Linked DNA regions of Nothobranchius furzeri: region 2 is linked to region 1. The links are chromatin contacts, called in public Hi-C maps. All regions are on one chromosome and are shown on one strand. Each heading gives the region's core, a stretch centred on a gene start, on an enhancer-like site or on the middle of the called end of the contact. The rest is flanking DNA. Distances are from core to core; before and after follow the strand shown. Region 1 holds the start of ak4 (adenylate kinase 4). Region 2 overlaps jak1 (Janus kinase 1).

What was found. Hi-C and Micro-C count contacts between places; a contact is called where the count stands out from the background.
Region 2: a Hi-C map of skeletal muscle shows a contact between it and region 1, with 5 times the contacts expected there. The contact joins the enhancer-like site here to the promoter of ak4 in region 1. A contact is called at or near these places in 2 of 2 Hi-C or Micro-C datasets (skeletal muscle and tail fin).

What each region holds. Positions count from the first base shown.
Region 1 is chr8:68,529,900-68,532,599 of NfurGRZ-RIMD1, forward strand. ak4 (adenylate kinase 4) reads right to left here and starts at 1,410. Exons shown (of 5, transcript XM_015970986.3): 1 at 1,045-1,410; 2 at 306-425. The coding sequence starts at 1,186. It overlaps LOC107392912 (a long non-coding RNA gene), which reads left to right and starts at 2,660. Exons shown (of 2, transcript XR_011521420.1): 1 at 2,660-2,700.
Region 2 is chr8:68,588,475-68,591,174 of NfurGRZ-RIMD1, forward strand. It overlaps jak1 (Janus kinase 1), which reads left to right. Exons shown (of 25, transcript XM_015970987.3): 17 at 845-993; 18 at 1,134-1,290; 19 at 1,834-1,922; 20 at 2,667-2,700. Among protein-coding and RNA genes, the nearest start is that of jak1, 43 kb to the left of the region's middle. Within about 2 kb of position 1,252, at least 1 of the 3 cell types and tissues checked has an H3K27ac peak or open chromatin away from gene starts, as enhancers often do. A contact at or near this core is called in tail fin, where this site is marked.

The sequences.
Region 1 (2,700 bases), core at 160-2,659:
CACTTTCAAACTGAATGAGACACATTGTGCACTCTTTGGATTTGTTTATATTTATCTGTTTATTTGTTAATGAAATACAGAGGTTTTAAAAAGTCCTTGCATGTGGCTCTGCCTGTGGGATGGGGGTGGGGGGCATCTGCATGGACCAATCAGATTAGAAAGATGGTTGGAAGTCTCTTTAATTACCATGACTTAGCATTTTTAATATATTTCTTTAAATATAAGAAAATACAAGAATTTATTGAGGCAGCTCCATGTTTTATGGTATTAGTGGAAAGTCTGAAACAACAAAAGCTGTTTCTCACCATCAAGCAGCCAGCTGTGGTCTCTCAGCTGTTGCAGCTTGGGCAGCATCAGTCTGGTCATCAAATGGTCAGGGATCGGCATGCCTTTCTGTACGTAGGTCTTCACCAGCAGTCCTGCCTCTGATCAACAACAAACAGAGATATGAACAGAGCTTCCTGATTGTGAGAATGTCTATCTGAGAGGCAACGTGAAAAGTTTAACCTTTGGAAGCTGCGGGGTTGTCCCTGCGGAGGACTGATTGAAGAGATTATAAAAGAGAAAATAAGGAACGCGGTTTTTGGCATCTTTCCAAATCATGCTGGCCTGTACGGAAACCTTTATTAAAATTTCCTGGGAAGAAAATGTGCCCTAGAAAAAGGAAGCTAGAGGAAACACAACCAACGGTTTTGGATGTTTGAGGAAATAAACGCAAAAAATTAGGAATTGAAATTAGAAAACACATTATGGGTGAGCAGGGGGGGGGGGGGGTCAATCTAGTGTCTGCTTTCTTCTGTGTGGTGTTGTGAGGCTCACACAGGCTCTGAAGACAGAACGGGGGAAAACACTGCTAGTTCATGTTACATGCATCAGCAACGCGCTTTGTTGCAACATTAGCTGCATGAAAACAAGGTCATCGTGGCAATTCAAGCATGCTGCACGGAAAACGAGCAGGCTCCAACGCTTCCTGTTGACACAACAGAGTTTAGTGGAGTGGGCTTCTGTTTACGGGCTATCTCCCTCTCTCTCTCTCTCTCTTACCTGGGTCGACAGTTGTGCCCTCGCGCAGAAAGTGACCGCTGGACAGGTATTGCAGTCCGAAGCTCTGAGCAATCCTCTTGGATATCGTGCCTTTTCCTGATCCTGGTGGACCCATGATTGCAGCACGGAATAACTTTGCCATGTCTACCACCGGGGGGACAAGCAGCAATAGACGGGGCTGTTCAAAGGCAGATGTTTCTGTTTGCGCTTATTTCTCACAGCTGCACGCATGAACGGTCAGCCAAGAAAAATATCTGCACTTTAAAACTCGCTCGCAGTGGATTTACGCGCAGTCTCTCTCTCGCTCTCTCTTTCTCTCTCTCTCTCTCTTCGTCGCTCGCTCTCCTGTTTCTTTAAGAAAAGAGACTTTCCTCCGCGAATGAACGAGCGAGACTCCACAACGCCCTATTTTTCTGCGCGCATCATCTAGAAAAAATGCGGATGGCTGAACACCAGGCGGCGAACTGGTTATTGTAGTTTTTAATGTGGTACAAATTGTAGTCCGTTTGAGAAGAAGTAATGTACAATTAGATAAAGGAGGTTAATTTGATTTATGAGCTATTTAAAAAAATGTGACATCGGTTTGGAATTTAATCTACACTCTAAAATCTGCTGGGTTGTTTTAATTTTTGTTTTGTCATTTGTTATTTGTTTTTTTATCGTTTTTTGTTTGTTTGTTTATTGGTTTGTTTGTTTGTTATTAAATTAAAATATGCCCTGACAAGTGGTTGACTGCTGGTCCAAGCAAAGTTTGAATTTTAGAAACAATAATTTATTTTAACCAAAACATTAGCAATTTAACGGTTATTTTTAAACTTGTTTTAAGCAGTTTAAACGTTGACTTGACCTTTTCCGCTGGAAACAAAAGCATAAAGTTACAGCAATTCGCCACCTTATGGTGGACGAGTGTGTCGCAGACCATTTTTACGTGCTACACTTAAACGTGTCAATCTCAGAAGTTCAGATCGGGCCTGGTGGAAATCATCAGCCACAGGGTCAAACCAACAATCCAACCTGAGTTGGCTCTGCGCAAATTTTACTAAAATAATCCAAACTGTAATATTATTAATAATAATGGTAATATTCTTGGAACGTATTTATTTATTTTTATTGTTTTGGGGCATTATGTGCATTTTGATTTTATTATGTTTAGTGTTTTTATGTCTTATAATATCCATTTTTAGTATGGTCTGATTGTTGACTCTAATTTTAATGTACATGGGCTATGATTTTATCACGTATTGCACTTTGGGCAGCCTTGGCTGGTGGCATTAAGGTGCTTTATAAATAAATAAATGAAATGCAGTTGTTTTTATTTTCACACCTTTTAGAGTGTATTTCTTTCATTTCAAGCACGTTGGCCGAAATAAATAGTAGAACTGCAATCCAAAAATAATATCCAAATCCAATAATATCCAAAACAATCCAAAAATAAACAGGTTTCATACAGATTGTTGGTAGATATTGTTTGAATAATTAGGCTAATACATATTTTACAGCCTATTCATTTTCTTAGTTTATTTTGACAGCATATCTCCAGCAGATCGGTGCTTTCATTCTAGAGTTGACAAACTGATCGTTTTTGCGCTACAGCGGAAGGCGCAAAAGACTCGCTGTCATTTGCGTAGGAATCCCAGTGAGTAGACTTGTTGCGAG
Region 2 (2,700 bases), core at 2-2,501, 58 kb after region 1:
TTTCTGTTAAATATGTTTTGACAAATTGAAGATGTCCGACCGCGACCATTGTGGCCGTGGACCCCGTGCTGTTGTAACTATTGGTTGCTGTTAGCGTCAACCGACACAACCATTTTTGTTTAGCTTAGCCCCACCCTACAGCACAGTACTGACACATGATTGGTCCGGCCCGTTTTGGGCTGGAGGTCGGACGGTTTGAACTGGAGCGGTACAAGATGGATTCTCCTGAGTTTGGAAAATCTCACGAGAATCCATCTTGCAGCACAAGGTTAGAAGACTCCCAAATCCTGCTGTCTTCTGCTCTGGCTAACTTCTACATCCTGAAACAGAAGCACCGGAGATCGAGCCACATGGCGTTCATTTATTTATACAGACCACAGCAAATGTGTTGAAATAACGGGTGAACTTGGTCTTTGAATTTTTTTTTTGCTTAAATTATAAATAAATTATAACGTGTCTGTGTGGCATTTGAGACACGTAGCTAAAACTTTAGAAACGTAACAAGTTATGTATCATATCAGAGTTCAGCTAAAAATATGGAGTATGTGTTTTTGTCCCTTTTGCCCAGCCCTAGTATCTGGTTACCTGCAGCCTGGACTGCTTACATGATGTCTAGGAATGCCTTCATAAATGACAAAACCCTATTCTGACTGACTTGGATGAAAGGCACAATGAACTTATTCCTATTGTTTTTTTTTTTATCGTCTCCTTCAAAGAGGATGCAGTTTAGCTGACGTCCTTCACTAGCGTGTTTTTATAAATGAGAGTTTCAGTTGAAATCCTGGTAAGGCTGACAAGAATTTCACAAACACATTTTCAGCTTTGATTTTCTTTGTGTCTGCAGAGTGCGTGCATCGAATCCCCTGGATCGCTCCCGAATGTCTAAAGAATGCGTCTCTGAGTGTGGCAGCAGACAAATGGGGTTTTGGTACCACCCTGTGGGAGATCTGCTTCGATGGAGAAGTTCCTCTCAAAGACAAGAAGCTTATCGAGGCAAGAGCGCACATGCTAACATGAACAAATGCTCTGAAACAAATCTTGTCCAAGGCTGACTTCTCCATGCTGCCTGTGATGAACTCCAGCTGCTTTGCTGCGTTTTTCTTGATCAAATGCTTGCTTCCTGTTCCGAGCAGAAAGAGAGGTTTTATGAAATGGAGTGCCAGCTGGTCACCCCCGACTATGAAGAGCTTGCTGAACTCATGACCAAGTGCATGAACTACGACCCCAAGAAGAGACCCTTCTTCAGGGCCATCGTCAGAGACCTGGACATGACCGAGCCGGGGAAAATGGGTGGGTGTGAGGACACTCGTGTAAAGTCACAAACCAGCTGGTTACATCAGGTTCAGAATAACTTTAACACTCTTTCTTAAAACAGGACTGGAAACTGAAAGAAAGCTAAACCAGAAATGCGTAGTTTCTTGACATTTGAAATAAGATCTGAATGTTTCGGTCTCACCTGACAGCAGAGTTGTTTACTCGCTTGGATTTTAATGAGGAAGTTCACTGGGTGCATTATCAAGTCATCTGCCCCTCACTGGGGCCTCATTGGCTCTGGAGACTACATTCTTCCACCTACTGGCCAGATTTAGATACTGCAGCCAGTTTATTAACCCAACTGCTACTGCACACTCATCATTCTCCTTTATTCTTATGACTTTTCAAACTGGCTACCAGATCAGCTCCAGTGGCAGTGGGGTTAGAAATTAAACTCCTTTTTAAAAGCATCATCAGTTGCATAAACACAAAAACCTTCACACTCTCGACCGCAGTAGACTTCCTCTGACGCCAGGCTGAAGAAAGGATGTTTTGTAATCATGTTCTTTCATCTGTTAGACGTGTTCTTCAGATCCAAACACCAGACCGGGGTGGACCCAACCGTCTTTGAAAAACGATTTCTGAAGATGATCAGAACCCTGGGGGAGGTAAGCCGCTATTGTTGTGGATCCCTTATGGGGGGGAGGGGCTAACATGGCCACACTGTTAACATTGGTGGCTGGTAAAATGTGATTCCATCTGTTTTCCTTCAGCTTTTTTATTGATGATTAATCACTACTAGGCATAGACCGATATATCGTTTGGCCGATATTTGATATAATTTTTAAATATCTGCACTTAGTTGAGCCGATTTAAAGTCAGGCACATCCCCAGGCAGCCCAGTACTGCTGCTGCAGACTTTAAGTGTATTTTTACCTGGATAACATCTGCTTTTAATTAATGCACCAACTACAATTTTTTTTCTCCCAGTTTTGAATATTTAATACTTGGTCAGTTTACTGATTTGTTTGATTAACTTTAGTTAGGTGTCTGATTTTAACACTGAACAGTGCACACAATTAATATTTAACAGCTGTTTAAATTCAGTGTTCAAAAACTTTTGTGCATCTGATGTCATTAGTGACATTTTAGCATGAAAATGAGGTAGCAAACATCTAGACATCGGCCATGAAAATCGGCCCAAAATATCGGCCATCGACTGACCTCGACCTCTACATTTTGGCATTGGCAATAGAAAACCCAACATCGGTCGACCTGTAATCACAACTATCCGAAATTCTCCCTAAAGTCAAACCCACATAATATAATTTTAGTTTGTAACGTCGACTTCAACCACTTTAGCCTTCTGGAACTTTCCCGTTAAATGTTCCCTCTTGTTTCTCTCCATGCAGGGGCATTTTGGGAAGGTGGAGCTGTATCGCTATG